2 separate regions of the Ovis aries genome follow, and region 2 is linked to region 1. A link is a contact called in public Hi-C data. All regions are on one chromosome and are shown on one strand. Each heading gives the region's core, a stretch centred on a gene start, on an enhancer-like site or on the middle of the called end of the contact. The rest is flanking DNA. Distances are from core to core; before and after follow the strand shown.

Evidence for each region. A called contact is a pair of places that touch in the nucleus more often than the background predicts.
Region 2: a Hi-C map of skin fibroblasts shows a contact between it and region 1, with 5 times the contacts expected there. The contact joins the promoter of PSMG4 here to the promoter of PXDC1 in region 1. A contact is called at or near these places in 2 of 16 Hi-C or Micro-C datasets (skin fibroblasts and tail adipose tissue).

Annotation. Positions count from the first base shown.
Region 1 is chr20:49,331,938-49,337,729 of ARS-UI_Ramb_v3.0, forward strand. It overlaps PXDC1 (PX domain containing 1), which reads left to right and starts at 2,737. Exons shown (of 5, transcript XM_027958671.3): 1 at 2,737-3,417. The coding sequence starts at 3,162.
Region 2 is chr20:49,582,518-49,588,309 of ARS-UI_Ramb_v3.0, forward strand. It overlaps PSMG4 (proteasome assembly chaperone 4), which reads right to left and starts at 3,387. Exons shown (of 3, transcript XM_015105278.4): 1 at 3,141-3,387; 2 at 1,865-1,940. The coding sequence starts at 3,314.

The DNA of each region.
Region 1 (5,792 bases), core at 1,487-3,986:
CAACCGAGAGACTAAAGAGCAAATCACAGGCCCTACCTTTAGGACCGACGCATTTTCTGCGGCTGCATAGTGTTCTCCACACGCACCTACCACTGTATGTGGTGGAAGGTCATTCCACGTTCTCACCGCGGCAACCACGGCACATTTCCCTTAGTGCTCATGTGGGAATGTTTCTCTGGATTGACTCTAAAAGAGGACCTGTTGGATCATCAGCACTGCACTGTCTTCAGTTTTAACAATTGCCAAACTGCCTTCCAAAGAGCCCTTTCCAAAGGAGCTGCTCCAAATCAGTACTCAAAGAGGGTACATATCTCTCCATAACCTGGCAAAAACTCCCATTCTTGTCAGACTTTCCCAAGTATAAGTTTCCAAGTTAAACACGACTCTCATATCTTTCTACAAATATGGCATGCACAGGAGCCAAAAGCTTATTCACCTCATTAATTTTTGAGGACGTTTATAAGATGAAAAAGCTGATTCAAAGACCATTTGTGGAAATGGATTTGTAGAGTCAGATTATATTAAAGTAAGATTGCAAGGCTAGATATAAAAATGGTCAGTGTCTTATAGGGCAGTACATTATAACCTTTGACGTTAACTCTACTTTGGGACAAAAATTATTTGCATCTCTTCTGTGCACGAATCTGCAGGTTGGTATGCCTTTCATTAATAGTAAACCGCAGCGTCAGACAACAGTACATTCAACTAGAAAAGGAAGTAATCCTTGGGCTTGAAAAATATCCTTTGATAGGACATTGGAAGGATCACTGTTTTTCTGGTCTCATTTTCAGATTTTGGATAATTTTTCTTAATAGATTTTTAAAAATCTGTATCAAAACAATGGATTAAAAAGTGGCAGCTCACTGTGCTTTACTCAGAATTTCTGTAATGATTAGTAAGTTCTGGGCAGTTGCTATTTTTATTCTCTAGTTCCAGGTCTCTTTAAACAAACATCGCTGACAGGAAAATGCTTCCTTCTCTTCAGTGACCAGAGTGTCTGGCACAGCTGAAGGGCTGCCTCGCGAAGTTAGATCTCCTAGGCAACAGGGAAACCAAGACCTGATTGCTCCCAGGAAAGATTTGGCTGGATGCATAAAAGCTCCTGGGCTTCCTTGGTGGCTCAGAGGGTAAAGAGTCTGCCCGCAATGTGGGAGACTCAGGTTCAGTGCCTGGGCCTGGAAGATCTCGTGGAGAAAGAAATGGCACCCCACTCCAGTACTCTTGGCTAGAGAAGCTGCAAAGAGTCGGCTGTGACTGGGTGACTTGACTTCCTAAAAGCTCCTGCGCTCTGGTGGCAGAGAGGCTGCCCGGCCCAGCAGCAGAGCGGGAAAGGGCACAGCGGCGGGAGGCCTCAGTGGGGCTTTGTGGCGGTGGGGGGGATACTCGGCCCAGCCTCCCACCTCCACCCTCTGGGACCTCTTGCAGACCCCATGGTCAGCCTCTCAGTCACCAGGACTCAGCGGCCAGCCCCTCAGTCACCAGGACTCAGCGGCCAGCCCCTCAGTCACCAGCACGGATGGGCGGCTGCCACTTTAGGGGGTCGCCAGCCTGTGGAAAACACCTTCTCTTCTCAGCTCACAAGGCAAACAGGAGGTGAAGATAAACTTGGATGAAAACTTGGATGAAAGCTGACGATCTGATATGGGCCAGTCACTGGGGCCGGCTGAGCAAAACTTGGAGTCGGTGATTGTGTGTAAGGGTGTGTTGGGGGTGTGTTGGGGGTGGGGGGTACACACCCCTCGGACAAGTTGCGTCACGCGACCGACAACCGGCCTTCGGTGCCCACAGTTTCTGCCGAGCTTCTTCAGACCTTCTATAAGTGCCAAGCGCTGAAGGGCCTCGCCCTGGGTCTGTCCACCCCGCCTCGGGCGACGTGAGGTCGCCCAAGACACTCTGCAATCGAGTTCCAACGCCTGAACTAACTTCCGAGTCTTGAACTCTGGCTTGAAGTTACCTCCCAGTGAGGACCATCCTGCGGAGCGAGCGGCTGCGACCCCCGGTTCTGCCCCGGCAGCTGCCCCGGGGCCACTCTCGAAACCCCTCGGCTCAGCACGCGCCCCGCGCAGGCGGGGCCGCTCTTCCCTGGGGCCCTCTCCCACCGCCGGCCCGGCCCGCTTCTGAGCAGCGGTTCCCTCTCCGTCCGGGGGTGGGGGCCCTGGGCGCCGGCGCGGGCCCGCCGCGTCGTCTGTCCCCTGCCGCGCCCGGGCAGTGGCGCGGCTGGAATGCGCGGGGGACGCGGGGCGGGCGGCTCCGGCCTCGGGCCCGGCCCGGGGAGGACGTGCGGGCGGCGGGAACCAGCGAGACAGTCCCGGCGCCGGGTCCCCGGAGCGGTGCGCCCCTCCGCGCGTAAGTTCAGCTTCCGCTCCCGCAGGTCGGGTGGGGCGCGTAGCCCCCTGACCCGAGGGTTTCCCAAGATGGAGAAACGAGCCGAGAGCAGTCGCCACCCGGGGCCCGGCCCAGGCTCTTCCGGGCCGGGCCGGCGGCTAGGGCCGGGGAGGGGGGTGGCGGGCGGGCGGGGCGCGGAGGCGGGGCCGGCGCTCGGGTTTCCGCTCCGCCCCGCGGCCTGGGGACCCGCGGCCCCAGCGGCGCGGGCTCCGGAGGCGGCGCGGGGCGCGGCGGCCAGGCCACCCCTCCGCCCGGAGGCGGGGACGGCGGAGGCGCCCTCGGCCTCGACGTCGGGACCGCGCCGCCCGCGATGGGAAGCGCCTTATAAGCCTGTGGCCGCGCCACCCCCGAGAGCGCGCGGCCCCCGGCCCCGGGCGGGCCCCTACCGAGCCGGCCTCCGGACAGGTTACGGGAGGACCTCGGCCCGTCCCCGGCCTCGGGCGAACCCGGACCCCGGAGAAACCCCGGATCGCTCCAACTCTGGACAGACCTCAGACGGACCCCGACCCGGGATAGATCCCGGCTGCAGACGGCTCCCGGCCGCGGGCGGACCCCGGACAGATCCCGGATCTCTCCGACTCTGGACAGACCTCGGACGGACCCCGGCCCCGGATAGACTCCAGCCGCAGGAGGACCCCGGACAGACCTTGGCCCGGAATAGATCCCGGCTGCAGACGGCTCCCGGCCCCGGACGGACCCCGCGCGGACCCCGGCCGCGGGTGGACCCCGGCCCGGGCGGGCGTGCCCCTGCCGGCCGGGGATGCGCGGCCCGCGGCATGGCCTCGGCGGTGTTTGAGGGCACGTCGCTCGTGAACATGTTCGTGCGCGGCTGCTGGGTGAACGGCATCCGCCGGCTTGTCGTCAGCCGGCGCGGCGACGAGGAGGAGTTCTTCGAGATCCGCACCGAGTGGTCGGACCGCAGCGTGCTCTATCTGCACCGCAGCCTGGCCGACCTGGGCCGCCTGTGGCAGCGCCTCCGCGACGCCTTCCCGGAGGACCGGCCGGAGCTGGCGCGCGCGCCGCTGCGCCAAGGTGGGCGCGGGCCCGGCCTGGGGGGCTGGGGGACTGGGGGTGTCGGGGGGCTCGGGGACCGAGGGCCTCGAGGTCTGGGAGGCAGGAGTGGGCTCGTGTAAAGTGCGAGGGCGGGCTTGCAGGGGCGCTTGTTAAGCCGGGATGGCCGCCCTACGGCCCCGGCACGGAACAGGGATCCTCAGACCTCCGCCCGCCCCCGAACGGTGAAGAGCACTGGCGGGCGGGCGGCAGTCTGCGTGCGGGCCGAGGCAGGCGGGACGGGCGAGCCACCGGCCAGCCCCTGCGACCGCGGCCGGAGGGGCTGCGAGAGCCTTGGGGAGAGTTAAGGAAAGCGTCCCGCGGGGGGCGCGCCCTGTCTGGCGGCACCCCCTACCCCGCGGGGCCGCTTCCCCTGTCCCCGGTGGCCGGGTGGCCGACAGCTCGAGTGCGAGGTGCCACGCGGCCTCTGTCTCTCCCCGGGAGGGGCCGCTGGGGTGGGTCCGCCTTGGGTTTGATGAACCGGGCCGCCTCCTCCAGGCCTTGTGACTTTTCCTGGCTCGCGGGGACTGGGTGGCTTCCCGTTTCCTCTCCGCGGCCTCCAGGGCCAGCCCGTGGGCCGCGGAGAGGAGGCTGGAGGAGAAGGAGCCCAGGCTGAAGTTGAGGCTGGAAGGCTGGGCCCCCTCACCACCCCACAAGCGGGACTACCTGCCCCGCTGAGCAGGCGGGCACCGTCCTGTAAACGCAGCCCAGGGGCACCTTCGGGGGCGTCTCCCTGAGGTCTTGGGATACTCTCCACCCCCACTGGTGACAGCCCTGCCCTGAGTGTGAATTATCTGGGTAATTAGCTCATTCTCATGACACATCTTCTGGCAGACGCGTCACTTGGCAAGTCTCCCAACACTGGCAAGTTTGCCGGCCCTGCCCCTGGAGTCTCAGGCTGATGGCTGCTCTGGAGGGAGTTCAGTGACATCCCAAGCATGGCAGCAGTTTGCCTTGACTCGCTGTTTGGGGGTGTGTGTGTATTTTCACTGTATGAAATGGATGCCCAAATCAGGAAAGCTTAGATGAAGGACCAGCGGTTTATTCAATGCCTTTCATCTTCTCTGGAACGGGGAGGGCCGTAAGTAAACAGGTGCCCCCGAGAGCTAGCCCAGAGTCTGCCTTCCCCTCCTCCCCTCATGCCCTCCCAGGCCTCCAGGTCTCAGTGTCAGTGGACCCCGCTCGGCGGCGCTCCGGGCTGGCTCCTCCCCTTTCCCTGCGCGGGACTCCGCGCCCACTTTCCCCGCGAGGGTTGGCGCTGGTGCTCCCTGTCTGGCAGCAGCAAGCCCTCCAGGGACGTGCCTTCTGTCGTCACCCTCAGTGGCTTCTGATGAGGGTCACAGGCGGGAGGAGGGCACAGCTTCAGTTGTTTTGGGACCTGGGAAACGGAGCAGAAGGCAGGTGAGTGTGAGGCGGGTGACTCGCCATACACACACCCCTGCTGTGCGCACACACGCCCACAGTGTGCAGAACGTGGGTGACTGTGAGGCACGTGGCCCGCTGTGCACACCCACACCCCCATGCGTACATGCACCCCCGTCGTGCACACATATACACACCCATCATGCACACACACACCTACCTTGCGCACATACGTCCCCATCACGCACACCCACACCCGCCGTGCACACGCACGCCCCCATTGTGCACACACCTGCCGTGCACACACACTCCCGTCAAGTACACACACACCTGCCCCTATAGTGCACACCCACACCTGCCTTGCACATGCACACTCCCATCATGCACACACACCTGCCTTGCACACACAGGCCCCCATCGTGCACAGGCAGGCTCCCATTGTGCACACCCACACCTGCCATGCACACCCACACCGGCTGTGCGCCCGCACGCTCCCAGCTCTGTCTGTGTGTGCAGGCTGCACTGGGTCAGTCCTGAGTTTCTGAAGTGTCAGCACAGAGAGTGCCTCTGCAGAGTGGGCACCCACAGGGAGGCAGGAAGAGGGCGGTCACCAGGGAGAAACCAAGACGCAGAAGGGATCTCATAGCTGCGTTTAAGCGTCTGAAGGGTGAAATCAGAAAGATGGGGGTATTACATGCCATGGGGTGCGGGGCAGTTAGATGAGGACCAGGGTTGGGTGTGCACGCTCTCTAACGGCCCGTGATGGGCTGTGGGAACCATCTTCCCGGCTAGAGTCTTGACAGTCGAGGCAAGTGGGGAGACCTCCGTCTGACTGGCGGGCCTCCTGCGAGGCCAGCTCAGCGCCTCGGAGGCCGAGGAAGGGCAACATCAACCGTCTGTCTGGGTCCCGGTTCTCTGCTTGGAGGCACGCCACTGCCCCCAGCACCATCCGAGTGGGCCACACCCTCGGGAAGGCCTTGTTCTTCCTTCAATCC
Region 2 (5,792 bases), core at 2,137-4,636, 250 kb after region 1:
TCAGTGGCAGAAAGTCCCTGTCCCCAGGGGCTGCTGACTCCCACCCCTTCACGCGCCAACCCCGAGCCCACCTTCCACGTCCGCCCAGCAGCCCCTCTGCCCTCCAGAGCCGCATGGAGCAAGGGGTCCCCATTCACGGGAAGCCCCCAGGGCCCCCAGGTCGCTCATCTCCCACACGAGATGGTCTCGGGACACTTGTCTCTTCAGCACCGTCCAGACAACCAGTAACAGTTAATAACGCCTTCCACTGCAGGGTCCAGACCCCAGCTCCAAAGGACAACAAGCAGGGCGTCCCAGGCCGGCCGGCCACGATCTCAGCAAGCATGTCACCTGCCCCGGGGGGCGCTGGCATCTCACCACATGCGTCTGACCCTGCTGGGCAGTGGGCTGGCATCTCACCACGCATGCCTATCCCTGCTGGGTGGTGGCCAATGGCTGCCAGGTTTGTGGATATCGGTAGGTAGGCGCCTCCATCACATCTGACCTAAGTTACAGAGGATGTCTGTATTCTGTTTCAGATTACATTGTTTGTAAACTGATGTAAACCACGTGAAAGAAAAATGCTAATTTAAAAAAACCCCAACATTTGCACAAAATGCAAAAAAAAAGATTAAAAGAGCCCCAGTTTACGCTCACAGATTGCCTCACCCCCAGGACACTGGGAGCCAGCTCATTCGTGTCTCCTCAAACGAGCTCCCACTGCCTCCACTCCCGGACTCTGTCCACACTCGGGGACCCCCCAGTCCGAGCTCCACACGCAGGCAGGCTCCCGCCCTCCTCCACCAGGCCCAGCAAACGGAGGTCTGGCTGCTGCGGGGGATGGTGTTACCCTGAAACGCAGGCACACACAGTGAAGCAAAAGGGCATCAGGGTTCCAACCCATTTCCACTGAAAACTAGCAACTCTGGCGAAGGCAGAGAAGGAAGAGCAGCACCTGGGAACCAGACGAAGGCGAAACAGGAAGCTTTCCTATTCTTCCTGCTGGTTATCTGTGGATTCAGAACTGCTTCCTGTTAAGAGGTCACCAAGATAACGTACTACTCGGGTTCCTATACCTTGAGACTAAAGCTCAAGTGTGGTGGATGGTCCTGAGACGCGGCCGCTGGCCCTGTGGTCTCCACCCCGTCTGGTGCGGCCTGTGGGCGCTGTGACAACCCCGCCCCTAGAAAGCTGCCATTCCCTGGGCTGCATGTGACTGTGGGGCGTCCCAGAGCGACCGGCACAGACATGCCCACTCCCCAGGGACCAGGCTGACAGATCTGTGAACACAGCCACAGGTAAGCGCCTCAAAACCATGGCAGGGGTCCCATCGCCACACCCCGGCAGGCACTGGGCTCCACACGTGGCCGGGACACTCAGGCCAGACGGGGGCGAGGCTGCTCTACCCACTGAGGTTCCCAAGCACCAGGGACCACCAGGCACGGGCATCCTCACCTGGACCAGCGAGGCATCTGCAGGACGTGTGCTCTGGGTACAGTGGAGGCTGGAGCCCCCAAACCTCGCCAGGCCCTCTCCCTTCGAGCTCTGAGCAGCATCACGTGCAGTGGATGCTACCTGGAGCCGCTGCCACTGGGCACCGTGGGCATCCCTCACCCTCGCCTCCCATGAGAACGAGGAGCAAAATCACCTGTCACTCATCGGCTCGGAGGCAACCAAGGCCATCGGAGCGGGTGGGGAGCAGGCCCCTGGAGAGGGTGCTGGCACCACCTCCTGAGACCTGTGCTCAAGGCCTGGGCTTCCTGCAGCAACCAGGGGGGTCACCTCCCAGACGGAGACCGTTCCTCCTACGCTGACTCACCTCCCCACTCCACTGAACAGCGAGGTCCCCACCTGGGCGCTCCGGCAGCTGAGCTGAAGAACTTACCTAAGCGCTGGGCGAGGCCGGTGGACATGGTGTCAGACGTGTCCCCGAGGAGGGCAGTGGACAGGGGGATGGAGTCCTGCAAGGAAAACAGAGCGATACTGGTTCCTCTGCGAGGTCCAGCGCTCCTGGATCACCTGGGCCCCCCTTCCTGCCACAGACCAGCCTCCCCCTGCAGTGGGCCTGTGTCCTCTCCCAGCAGCAGACAGGCCTGCCCAGGGAAGGGCTGGAGCAGCCCAGAGGGGCAAGTGGGTGCAAAGTCAGAGGGGCGGGGGCACCGCAGCCGTGATGGGGCCTGGAGGTCCATGCAGGCTCTGAACTCTTGGGGGTCTGAGCGGAGGGACAACAGCGCTGATGCTGTCAGTGCCAGGCTAAGCCAGGCCTGCAAGAGGAGTGTCCAGGTCCTAGCGTCCTGACCCCAGCACCTGCGAAGGTGACTTTATTTGGACACAGGGTCTCTGCAGATGTAGTTGAGATGTAAGCAAGGGGAGGTGGACTCTTCCTCTAACAGGACTGGTGTCTTAGGAAGAAGGGGAGAGACAGATGCACAGAGGAGGCCTGGGACACTGGAGCAGGACTGGGGTGATGAGGCTGCCAGACCAGGGGCCGCAAGGTGGGAACAGCGCCGCAAGGTGGGAGCAGCGCCGCAAGGTGGGAGCAGCGCTGCAAGCCCAGAAGCGGGAGGAAGCAGCCCGCTGACGCCTCGATTCCGCCTTCTCTGCTGTTCTCAAGCTCCCCGGGCTGCGGCCCTTGGTTACAGCAGCTCTGACACACGGTGGCAAAGGGGACCTCGGCCGACGGCAGCGATGGCGTGGGGCCCAGGTGACAGGTGAGGGAGGTGAGAAGTGGCCGGATTCTGCGGGAGGGGCGGCCTGGGGTCTGGAGCGCCCAGTGGGACACCAGTTACAGCCCGATGGGACGGCGGAGGGAAAGGGCGGGAGAGAGGTCCGTGCGGGAGATGTAAGCAAACGCGGTCAGCGGGGAGCCGGCAGAAAACCGGGGGGACACGCCACCCCCGGCCCAGGGAGGGTGAGAGCGGACAGCAGAGGTCCCACGGGGGCCCTGACACTCCAACCAGAGACGCGGGGTGGAGGGAACCAGCCGTGCGGAGGGACAGAGCCCCGCGGCGGGCGGCGCAGCCCCCGGCCCCTCCCCCACCCGCCCCGCCGGGACCCCAGCGCCCCTCCCCCTGCCTCCGCCCCCTCCCCCTGCCTCCGCCCCCTCCCCCTGCCTCCGCCCCCTCCCCTCCCCGCCCCTCCCCGCCCCCCGCCGCACTCACGTAGCGCGTGCACATGGCCACGGCGAGGTTGCGCAGGTGCGGCGTGGCCCCCACCCAGAGGAAGAGCGAGTCCGTCAGCCGCATCACGTGGAAGTGGACAAGCTGCTCCCACAGCCGCGCGCTGAAGTTGTGCAGGGACACGTCCCCGCCGGCGGCAGCCGCCGGCCGCTCCATCCGCACGGAGCCCGGCCGCGCCAACCCGCCCGCCGCCACCAGACGCCAGCAGGAGAGCGCCGAAAGGCCGAGTGGGCGGGGCCTTCCGGGAAGGCGGGGCCTGGGTGGGAAGTTGAGGGGCGGGCCCGGGAGGGGGCGGGGCGGGCCCGGGAGGGGGCGGGGCGGGCCCGGGAGGGGGCGGGGCGGGCCCGGGAGGGGGCGGGGCGGGCAGGCGTCTTCATTGGGCGCAGTGTAGACTCGCAGGAGCACCTTCCCGGGTATAGACGCATGATCTCGCGCTGTTTACTCGGTGCCACGAGCGCTCAGCGCTGCCGCCTGTGTCCCGCGAGCTGGATTACACTTTCTAAAACCCTCCTGCTGCCAGCAGCCCCGTAGCTGCAGGAGGCCCATGAGAATGGCAGCGATGTTGCAGGAGCTCTCAAAAGGAGAGCTGCGTGGACTGAGTTAGGGGCGTGGACTGAGTTAGGGGCGTGGGCTGACGCGCCTTTGGTCCGAGACAGCAGAGCTGACCCCTGTACAAGCGTGGGCCTCGGCTAACGGTTCAGCCCGAGACTCAGTCTCCCCATCTGCCTCAGAGACGGGGACGGGGGCCACTGTCAGCCCTGCTGGGGAGCTTGACTTGAGTCACTCTGGCACCCTTAGAGTTGACACAGGGACCCTGCAGTGTGTTGAGAGAGTGTCTTTGTAGTAAAAAGCACAGAGCGCCCATTCTTGTCAGATTCTGTTACAACTAACTTGGGCTTAAGGATAGAGATATCAGTTCTTCCTTTTAAATCCCTAACAGGTCTAAATTGAACTGACAGTTAAGAAAGTAAGTATTGTTAAAAAGCTTGCTCTGTTCGCTAATTAATGATTCAATCTATAATTTTCAGGTCAATATTATAATAGATTAACAGCTTTATTAAGAAACTACAATAACTGCACTGATCAAAGTCTACAAACTGAAGCTGTAACGCGTGTAACTCATAAAATCATCACCACAATCAAGAGGGTGCATGTCCATCACCCCCAGAGGCTTCCTCAAGCCCCTGGGAGCGCTTCCTGACCCCCACCCGGGACGCTGCGCTGCACTCAGTCACAGAGCAGTTTGCATTTTCTAGAGTTTTATGTAAATGGAACGTACAGTGTATACAGTGTTTTGTCTGCCGTTTCTCTCCTCACAGTTATTTTGAGATTCACGCAGGCTGTTACGAGTCAGTGATGATCCGGGTTCCGCTGGCTGGACACATCGCTGTGTGTTTAGCGGCCATGCGGTGGTGTCCACTTGGGCAGTTTTCAGTTTGGGGATGCTGCAGTTAAGCTGCTGCAAACACGTGTGAACAAGTAAGTCTCTGTGTGAACATGTGCTTTCATTTCTCGTAGTTAAAGACCTGGAGCAGAATGGTTGTACCGTGTGTGACTTCTTGAGAACCTGACAGACTGTTTCCACAGTGACTGTGCACTGTATGTCCCAGTCTGTTTCGTTTAGCCATCCTAAGGAGTATCTCAATGTAAGTTTAATTTGCACTTCCTTAATTAATAATGAACTTCAATTTATACATTACATCATACACAAAGTGAAGTCAAAATGGTTCAGAGACGTAAATGGGAAACCTAAAGCTGTCGGACTTGCAGAAGACATAGGGGAAAGTCTGTGACCTTTTATCAGACCAAGATTTCACAACAAAATACCAGAAGTGTGATCCATGAAAAAATAAGTCAACAAACTGGACTGACACAGCAGGTGATGTCACCCCACATTAACTCCTAATACCCTCTTAATGCCTTGTCCCCTTAGAAGACAAACGCCATTTTCAAATCAAGAGTTTCTCTCTCTAAAGAATCCTGAAGAGCTGTCTGAGAACCTAAGGCAACTAGCTAACCCCCTGTTCCCTGCCTCCTCCCCAGTCCAGCCCCAGCACAGGTGGGATTGTGCTCCTCTCTGTTCTTCCCACTGGGCTCAGATAACCACCAGGGAAGTCACATGACCCAGCAGGCAGGCTTACAACCTCTAACCACCCCATCAGCAGCTGTCCCTAACACGCTGCCCTGCGGGCCCCAGGATTGCACCCTCTCATTTGCCTCGAGGACGCTTCCCCTCAAGCCCTAACCCCACCAAGCCCAAGTTCACCACATAACCCAGCTTCTGCATTTAGAAAGAAAATCGAGGTTGTCAGGCTCAATTTCCCCAAGGCCTTGTCCCTCTACTCAAACCCATACCTTCCGGTGGCCTCATTCTTACCTCCTTCTCCCCCTCATTAAGCAGAGATGCCCCCTCCCTGTGTCCGAGGTTGATTCTTCCCTCTGTGCTCTGACCCTGCCCTCCTGCATGTCCTCAGGAACCCACCCCATCAACCATGCCAGTTCTGCAAACACTGTGGTGGCCTCTGAGATGTGCCACCCAGACCCCCTTCAAGAAAGGACTGGCTGTCCCAGCTGCTGGAACTGCCCAGAGCAGACAGCCTCCCGCTGTGGGCTCCTTCGGGGTCTGCACCCCCT